Regions from separate parts of the Lactuca sativa genome. Here region 2 is linked to region 1. Evidence: chromatin contacts called from public Hi-C data. All regions are on one chromosome and are shown on one strand. Each heading gives the region's core, a stretch centred on a gene start, on an enhancer-like site or on the middle of the called end of the contact. The rest is flanking DNA. Distances are from core to core; before and after follow the strand shown.

Region 1 (5,186 bases), core at 1,433-3,932:
ATAAGTTAGCAGAAATATATAAAATGACATTTAAAAGAATATTTTTTATAATTAATCAAGGGTATATTTATTAAATTAAAAAGAAACTCATGAAAAGTTAGTCTAAGGTTATGTTTGGCGTATTAGTTAGAAAACTAGGCTAGCTTATTGTTGGATTTGGGTGTCTAAGGTCTTAACTAAATTGATATAATTGGTTGAATAACAGTAAAATCTTTTTTGGGGTGACCTCATAACTGGGAAATGTCATGGATTGGTAATAAGAGAGAGATAAATAATTTGTTAGTATATTATTGGATTAATATATTAATTAAAAATATAAGTAATTCATTAAGAATTAATCCAAGTTAATTTAATTAATTTTATGGATTAGATAAAATTAATCAATGGGTCTAAGGGTTAGGGTGCAATTGTTCAAAAGTTGAACAATGGAATATTCTAGAACCTTCTTAGGAGGGGACGATTTTGGAGCCCTCTTGGAAGGGTTTGGAAGCTCCCTTGGTTGATAAGGAATCTGATAAGGATTAGGAATATTTTATTAATATCTTAAATTCAAATCAGAGCTTCCTACAACTATAAATAGGGACCTCCATAAGACCCAAGAACCTTGCACAAACATAAGAAATTTCAAAAAATCCCTCTCTCCCCTCTCTTATTTCGATCCTAGGATTTTCCTAGGGTTTGGGTGTGATTCATTAGAGGCTTCCACACTATTAGGGCTAGCATTCCAAGAAGGGTTCTTCAAAGTACATTGCTATTTACGATAATAACAACAAGGTATGTGGTTTTAACATTTGTGATTTTCGATTTTAGCTATTTTATTTAGAAGTTTCAAAGTATGTTGCCATTATAAGAAAAACCATAGAATTTTCTAGTATTGCATGTGCCCATAAGTTAGTTATGTGAAATTCCGCAAATACATTGAACTAATCTAGAAAACCCATCACTTATAAGTTAGATAATAAAAATAACGTCTGGTAAAAACTACATGATAAGCTAGCTGGAAGATATAAAATGACACAAAAAGACATTTAGAATAATATGTTTTTTATAATTAAATAGGGGTATATTTGTAAATTTTAAAAAACTCCTAAAAAACTAGTTGTAATTTTTGAAAAAACCAACTTATAAACTACTTTGGACTTGTCATGAAACTTTAAAAAATTTAAAAAAATAAGCTAGTCATGACATGCCAATTGAGAAGCTTAAATGTTGCATTTAGCATTAAAACTTGTATTATTTTTAACTTAAGTATAGTTTAGAAAAATTAATTTATCATAATTATATTTCAGTTTTAGTTTATATCCATATGCCATTTTTATGTAATTTTACATATTTCAAACTCTTCGAGCTACTTGCGTTGAACACTCTTATATAAATAAATGGGAAAATCTTCAGAAAATTCATAATATTTTAGCATAATTTATGAAAAAGTCTCAAACTAAAATTTGCTTAAGAAAAAGCATGAATTACCGGTAAAAATGACGATTTGACTCTTTTGTCCTGGTTTCCCGGTTTCATTACCTGTTTGACTCCATTAAAATCTCATTATTTTACCATAATTTACGAATAAGTCTCAAACTAAAATTAGGTGATGAGTTGACCATCTTCTCAGTGTAACATAACATTTTACCAGTTTCATTGCTGACCTAGATGCCTAGTCATTAAATGAGCTGATAAGATTGATATGACGGGTTATATAATGCTATGTTTATCGTAAAATTTGATATCAATCTCATCAGATCATTTATGATTATGTATCTATATCAGTAATAAAATCGGTAAAATGTATGTTTCTAGGAAAAATGGCTTGAAATGAACTGATAAAATGAATATACTGAGTTATATAAGATTAGATAGACAATTTGAAATTTCTTATAAAATTTAAACTGACGAAGTTGTTTCTAGTTTATGTAATTAATAATTATTGCAGTCTTCGTCGGAAGTATCATATATTCCAAAAATTATATAATACATCATGATATTAAGTTTTACAGTAGACATAATATTATATAACCCAACATATCCATCCATCAGCTTATTTAATAACTAGACGTCAAAGTCAACAATGAAAACGATAATAGGAAGAAAAATGTCAAATTATCACTTGATTTTAGTTTGTAACTTATTCGTAAATTATGATAAAATCATAAGACTTTAATAGAACCGTGTAAGTAATGAAACCGATAAACCGGAAAAATGGGTCAAATCGTTATTTTTATCGGTAATTCATGTTTCTTCATAAACAAATTTTATTTTGTGACTTTTCTATAAATTAGACTAAAATATTAGAACTTTTCTAAAGATTTTCTTAAATAAAACTTATAAATCTTGTAGCTATTTGGTTCCACTATTTTTTTCGAATATACCTATAAACTTGTTGTCTAGTTGCATAACTTTTAAAAGATAGTATTTAATTTAACTAGAACGAAAAATAAAGATCACGGGTTTAATTAATAAAAAAGTTGGTGTGAAAAATGACATTTCTCAATGTCATTTTTGAGACACACGTCTCTGTAATGTTTGAACATGGAAGGTGATTACAAAATTCAAGAAAATGTCAACATTCTCAAGCAAAAACCAAGAAATAAATATATTTTTTAAAATCAAGAGAAAATATAAAAAAATCAAACGGAATAATCGAGGCATCTCCGCATATCTTTTCTGTATAAATCTTTCTTTTATATATTTCCTTCCAAAAAAACTAGGGCACCATTGCATTACGTCGACACCCCATGTTCATGGTCCACATTTGAAGCATTTCTTGCTTCAATTTTTTTTTTTTAATCCGATTTCATTTTGGCGGTTGATAGATTTTTTATTCATTTCCGATTTCCTTGAATTCATAATCAAATTTCCTTGTTCAATCCGTCTGCAAATATTCTCTGCTCATTACCCCACCAACAAAATCTCCAAACAACGCAATTACACTCAATCTTGACTCAACGAGCTGATTTTTATACCAAAATCACAAACATTCATGTTCTATTGAAGATTTCTCCATCTGGGTTTTTTCCAATTGCAGGTAATTTCGATTAATTACCCGATTTAGCATCTTTGCGTGTACGTATACGTAACTATCATCTTCTCAATTAAAGGCTTTCTATCTTGATTCTTCCCTTTGAACATTCAATTAAAAGTTGCTGTAATTCGAATTTGAGGCAGCGAGTTACGTAATTCAATTTGGATGTGTTTATACTAATTCATAACGATTGATTGTTTGATAGAAAATGGGCAAAAGGGGTGGCGCTGAATCGAGTGACAACAAGCAAAGAGTTGATGTATCAATAACGAAAGAACAAGGAAAGGGGAAGAAATTATGGAAGAAGATGAAGTATCAGCTGGTTGAATACCACTCGTTGCCTGCGTATATGAAAGATAATGAATTCATATTAGGCCATTATCGTGCTGAATGGCCTCTCAAGCAGATTTTCTTGAGCATCTTCACCCTTCACAACGAAACCCTTAACGTTTGGACGTAAGAACATTCAATACCCTTTCTTCAATTTCAATTCCTTTAAACAATCTTTTGATAAATTCAATTCCTTATATGCTGTTGTTGTTGTTGCAGACATTTGATTGGGTTCTTCCTGTTCCTAACCCTAACAATTTATAGTGCGAAAATGATCCCAAATGTAGTCGATATCCCAACCCTAAAACATTTCCCAGATGTATTGAGAAAAACCGATCTTTATAAACTTCGTGAAGACCTTTTAACTTGTATTCCTTCAATGCCCAATATGCCCGATTTGCAGAAACTCCGAGATGAAATCAAGACTTCATTTCATGCATCATCGGACCTCCTGCCATTAATGTCAAATTGGCATATTGTCGAACTTCTTACAAATTGTTTGCCTGAGCGATTCTCACATAGCAACCACACCGATATTTGTGTTCTTGTAAGTCTATCTTATCTTTCTTTTTGTCTCAATTTTGCTTTACAAATGCTCGTTATGTAATAAGCAAAGTTGGTATTAGAGTCTTGAATAGTCGGAATATGGGATTCCAATGTGAGTTTCAATTCCAATTCCGATGTGAATTGGATTCCATATCCTTTTTTTTGCAACAATTTGGGTGCAAAGTTGCTGTAATCGAATACCATTTCATATACCAAAATGGTGTTTTGGTGAATAGTGTAACAATAAAATTACATTAACTTAGAATTATATAAACTCAAATTTGAAACAATTAAAATAAACTAGATATTTATAAAACTCGAACTTGAAGGACCACAAATGTCACATGAAACTTTCACACCAAATTTGGTGTAGAGAATGATGTTGTGTTGGAGATGATGTTGTACTATTCATTTACACCAAATTTGGTATTAAAGTTTCCTTTGCACACATTGATATTTGAGCTTTAAATTTTATGTATTATTAGTTTATTATTTGTATAATGATTGTTACTTGATATTAGTTTAAGATACATATTAAAATTAATTTGTATGTTTCAAATTTACTTAAAAACTAACACTTCAAAATAATCTAAAACACATTACATATCAAAATAGAACACATAAGTGACATATTAAAATATTAGTAATCTAATAAAAACTAACAATCAACATATATATTACAATTACAATACTAGTAATATACTTTTATATAGAGCAAGAAATTGTGCAATAAGCCGAAATGAATCACTATTTTCACCAACTATTATACCATTTTAATGCATTAAATGGTGCAATCACAAGAGTTTCAATTCCAATGTGAATTGTTCTTCTGAACATTAGACTCTTATGCCTGTCACCATGTATCTGATTTACATCTCACATCAGTCTTCTTGGGTTACATAGACAGTGTGAGCCAGCTCAGGGTTTGTTGAAAGAATAACTGTGACAAAAACAGTTAAATCATAATAACGAAAATATTTTCTTGAATCTTTCCCGATTTTTTTGTAGCAAAGCATGAAAGAAGATGTAGCAAACATAATCGCGCCATTAATTACACGACCAATCACAAAATGGCCATTCTTCGCATTCTTAGGCGGAGCAATGTTTTGCCTCCTATCAAGCAGTCTGTGCCACCTCCTCTGCTGCCACTCAAAACGTCTCTCCTACATCATGCTCCGCCTTGACTACGCCGGCATCGCCGCCCTAATCTCCACCTCATTCTACCCGCCCGTCTACTACGCATTCATGTGCCACCCTTTCTTCTGCAATCTCTACCTAGGGTTCATAACCC
Region 2 (5,186 bases), core at 1,337-3,836, 140 kb before region 1:
CTTCGATTAATTAATTTTAAACGATAATTTATTATTTTTTTTATTAAAATAAAAAGTATAAAATCATAAATATCCTAACAAAATGTTATTCTTTAAAAAATGAAAAAAAAAATTGAATGTTTTTTTTTGTTATAACTGTAAAAAAAAAATTACACCAAAAAATGACAGGAGAAAGAATTTTAAATAGAAAGGAGCCAATTATTGCAAAAACCGATGATCAATTTTGGAAAATAGAAACTTCTGTTTTTTTTTTTTTTTCTAAATATACATAATATAAGCAATACTAGTTATAAAATATGTTCAATATCATAGTTTAGTAATTTAAAGAGAATTATTTACTTATTTATACATAATCATATTAGTTTTAAAGGGTGGCAATATTAGTACAGCAAAATTATGCCATGACAGCAAGAACAAGCACATGGTTTAGTAAAAATAAAAATATAATAAAAAAAAAAGGAGTAGTTGTAAATCTAGTTATTAACCAATTAATTAAAGTCATTTAACTTAAAGAAAATTAGTAAATTACACTTTTTGTCCTTGTATATTGTTGATTTTTCCAATTTTAGTTTCAAAAAAATTTATCTTGCAATTTGGATCATTATTTGAATTTTCTATAACGTTTTTGGTCTATGGTTGAACAAAATGACTATTCTTTTTGGATTAAATTCTTTTTTTTTTTTTTAAATCAGTTATATTTAAAAGAACCTTTTTTTCAATTAAATTACAAAACTCATTTATATTCGAGGAACAAAAGTATAAATTACTCTTTAATTTTATCAGTGACTCCTGTTTTTTATTCTGCCTTTTCAGCTCAGCACTCCAGTTTTTTTTATTAAGAAACTGAGGATGACGTGTTAACAGCTTATTTTTATTATTTTATTCATTAAAAAAAAGATTCATTGAAAAAACCAAAATCAAATTGAGTTGACAAGTTTAGTTTGGTTTTTAAGCAACGGAGTTTAGTTTTGGTTTATCATTTCGAAATATTATATAGAACAAAAACAATAAACTACTCAATAATTATTATTTTTTTATTATAAATCGAATAATAATTCAAAATTGTGACAAATCCTAGTGAACCCAATAATGGCTATTCTATCTATCTAATGAATTATGTTTTTTTCGAAATGTTATGTTAAAAAGACATTTGATTATCAAAGTAGATATTTTAAATAAAAAAATGTAAGCAAAAAAATCTGTTGAAACTTGAAAATCGTAAATTTTGACGCATGAATTTGGCAATAAATCAGAAAGTAATAAATGGAAAATGAACTAAAAAAATCTTTTTTAACGACTTGATCTTATACAAAACTTTCGAAGGATGACGTTGTTTTCATGGGTATTTAAAGGAAAAAGTGTAGGTAGTGTTAATGGAAGCGAGGGATCGTTTGAAGAGTTTGTAAATTTGGAAAGATTCATTGGCCCTTTACAGAATCAAAAGGACATGGACCACACAGATACGAATGTCACAAATCTCAATATCATTGGGCCCAGAAAGGTAACAACTCGCAGTTTTCATCATGAAACTAACACAAATTCGACGTGTAAATGATATGATTTGAAGATCGATTGATTGATTACCTTGACGGAATTGGTAATCGGCACCGGAGAAATAGTATCGGCGTTGTCCTTCTTCTTCCCTGGCTCAATCACTCCTCTTTCCATCAATAACTTCCCCAGTTTCATGCATTTTTTAGCTGCAAATTCTTTCAATACATCTACAAAAATGGTGGAGACTTGTGAATTGATTTGAGAATGAAAGGGAATTTAGGTTAAATAACAGGTTAATGGTTACCTTCGTAGCTAATGAGTCGGTAAACTTGGCCGATAAGCAAAGTATCATCTGGCCGGAGAAGTTTGAGTTGCTTCACCGGCAATCCTTTATCCGATCTCACTACCGGCGACCTAAGGACTTGTGCGACGTAATGACGTGGATTCGAGTTCATGACTTCACGAGCACTGATCGACCAGTAAATCCTCTCGATTTTGTATCCAGGATGCACAATCACCACCGTCGCCGCCTCCGCCGCTTGACAATTCCCCATCAGATCCAGCTACTCACTCGCTTAATCAAAATCTGCCAATCAGAAATACAAATTTGATAAGGAACTTCTGTTTCTGTTATTCTGTATATGATGATTTATAAATGATCGAGAGAATATGAAGGATGCAGAGATATGATGAATATTTAGGGATGTACGTACGTACCTGTGAAAAAACTGTTGAAAATCTCTTCGTACAAAGCTTCAGGGAAGTAAATGGAGGAGATGTATACTGAGTTACTGACGAGTGACGAAGTATTCACATTGATCGATGAGTATTTGGAGTAAGATACGAGTTACGAGTGTGGAGATTTTAGATTCCAGTGGTGATGTGATTGACGAAGAAAGGAAAATAGGTAGTAGCTATGGGCTAGTATGGCAATGGCGGTCAACTAATTGAAATTCGGGAAAGCAAAATTTACTATTAACAGGAGTACGACTCTATTATCTTCATACATGTCTCGCTCATAATCTGCAACTCGATCTGTGCTCTCATCAATGGAGTTTAGGGTGATGTTAGTACGCAAATGGAGATGATGCTTGATGGAATGGAGATTGTTGTGGGGTTATGGAGGCTTATTAATTGTACTGCAGCAGTAATGGGCCGGGCCGGGCAGAATGGAGGGTTTTACTATTGGACCTGGTTAGAAAACCCGGTTTAGAAAATGGTTTTCAAAACTCAAAAAATAAAAAATTCGATTTTTATATAGTAAAAATATTTATTTTTCATCTAACTATTTTTTCAATTTGTTGTTGATATAAGGTTTTAGAGTCGTCTCAAGACATCTTTTTCTAGCATTTAGGACATTTTTGGGTTCAAAACATTGTTGCATCGTGGCAAAGTCGTGACTTTTGCTTATTGATCTATTTTTAATCAACCATGAAAATTTCTATAAATTATAACACTAAACTAAGTTCAGTAAAATACATAATACTGACAAAAACATAAGTTTTTTTTCAAAACAGTTTTGAACCGATTCTAACCGGTTTAGTGACTTCTTTATAAAGCATTTTGAAGGTTACCTAAAGAGAGACGATTCACTACTGCATCAAAATACTCAAAAAGCAGAGATATCACAAAAATACTCAAGAAGCATAGATATCCTACTGATGTATGTAGGTTTCATCGAAAGCAGACATGTAAATATGATTCTTCTCTTATTTGGAAGATCAAGTAAGTTGCTCTTACTGATAAAATAAGGATTGTAGGTTTTCAGTAGAGCTAGTGGAAACATAGTTAGTTGCCCACATCTAATATGCGACAAACACATTAGTTATATGTAGTTGGTGTTTCTTAAGTTATGCATAATGTCAACATGAGTTTTAGATACATACTATTGTGATAAGATTGGGAAATACAATGCTAGAATTAGAGTCTATGGTAGATAGACATAGATAGAATAAGCATGTTCGACATTGGGTTTCGGAAATAGTTCAAGATACATGATTTGAATTTTATAAATTCGCACCGATGTAAACGGCATGTGTGTACCACATCTGATAAGTTACATGATTCGATAGACCATTATTTTTCATCAGTCTACCACAAATGATATGTTATGTACTTGGTCTAATATTCAATATGGTTAAAGCGTTTTTATTGAATATTAATATATCTTGGTTTGGAGAGTGTTATTAAGTTCTGATATAAGTGATAACATTTAGTTTATGGAGATCAGATTAGTGAGATCAAGTAGAAAGTTGTGATATTAATGCAAACCTCAGTAAAGTTGAGATAGTTTTCGATGTTTCATTCGGTTGTTTTCTCATATAGTATGAAACAACATATAGAATGAAATCAATCTTAAGAAGAGAAATGTAACCATTCTAATAATATGTGTCAAAAGATACTTCATAACTTTCATATCTAGTTTTAGAAACCACTTGGAAGGGATATGTTGATGTTTTAAGAAAATAGAGTGTTATTAGGACATTAAATATATTTGGAGATATATTTATGTTTACTTGAAATACATGCATCTAAGGAACATTTTTTAATAAATCCAACACATCTTCATTCTTGATATTCATGGTAAATCGAATCAAAAGAAGTTAGTTGTTCCTAAAATTTCACTCAAATTAATACACTAATATGTGACCTAAAACCATGTCTTTCTTCACTCATAATAATATTGTTTTCTTCACTCAGAATAAGATTGTTGGTGGTATTATAACTAATAACTTTTAGAAGTTGATATCATTTGTTTAAAAGGTTTTTGTATTTAGATATTGGAGTCATAAACAATAGTGTTTTTCAAATATAATTTGATATACGAGTACAATTATATTTCATCAAGCATCGGTGTGTTATGGATTAGCATGTCTATTCCATGGAATGACCCATGGATTTTTCGAAATTCTATGGGAGTGGTTGTAAAGTATGACTAATGTGAAGGTTGGCGACATTCATGAGATAGAATTACCTTAGTTGAAAAAGCGAATTCATATGTATTCATAGTTGATGGATTTTGGATTGGCCAATTTTCAAATTTTCACTTCATGGATTGATGTCATTAGATGAATCTATCACACCCCAAAACCGAGAACGGCAAAATACGTTTTGGGGTGGAGGATGTCATGTACAGTATCATAACAATGCATAGTAGTAAAAACAAGCAACAACATCCATTGCATTAATATAATAATTGTAATACAAGCGTGTTCTGTACAGTTTGTTAGACACCAAAAGTATAATCAAAATAAAATGGAGTCTTGTATGTGCTCCATCTTATCAAAAGTTGCATCTGTACCTGTCTACTGATGACCCGAGAATACAAGTTATTTTGAAAACGAGTATCAGCATAAAGCTGGTGAGTTCATAAGTATTTAGTGTCATTGCTTGTATAAAAGTGTTTACAATCATGTAATATAAAAGTTGTTATCAAAGTTTGAAAATAGTGTGATCCCTAGAAAATCCTATATTTTCCAGTAAAAGCAGTCTTCTACCAAGACTTGGTTATTTGTAAGTTTGATCCTTTGAGTGTGTAAAAGTTTTCCCAATGAGACTAGCAGTTACAAAAATATAGTTTTAGACTTCATTCATGTAAAGTAAATAGGAAAATAATGTTTTACCCCAGCAGTGTCACTGCCGGCTGAATGAAATAAAAATGCAGACTCCAGGTAGTATTAAATGTACAATAC

The links. Hi-C and Micro-C count contacts between places; a contact is called where the count stands out from the background.
Region 2: a contact with region 1 is called in a Hi-C map of leaf, with 4 times the contacts expected there. The contact joins the promoter of LOC111903112 here to the promoter of LOC111903113 in region 1. A contact is called at or near these places in 2 of 4 Hi-C or Micro-C datasets (both in leaf).

What each region holds. Positions count from the first base shown.
Region 1 is chr3:132,975,790-132,980,975 of Lsat_Salinas_v11, reverse strand. LOC111903113 (heptahelical transmembrane protein 4) reads left to right here and starts at 2,682. Exons shown (of 4, transcript XM_023898901.3): 1 at 2,682-3,022; 2 at 3,225-3,475; 3 at 3,569-3,896; 4 at 4,904-5,186. The coding sequence starts at 3,228.
Region 2 is chr3:133,114,179-133,119,364 of Lsat_Salinas_v11, reverse strand. It overlaps LOC111903112, which reads right to left and starts at 2,586. Exons shown (of 4, transcript XM_023898900.2): 1 at 2,212-2,586; 2 at 1,799-2,080; 3 at 1,585-1,721. The coding sequence starts at 2,048.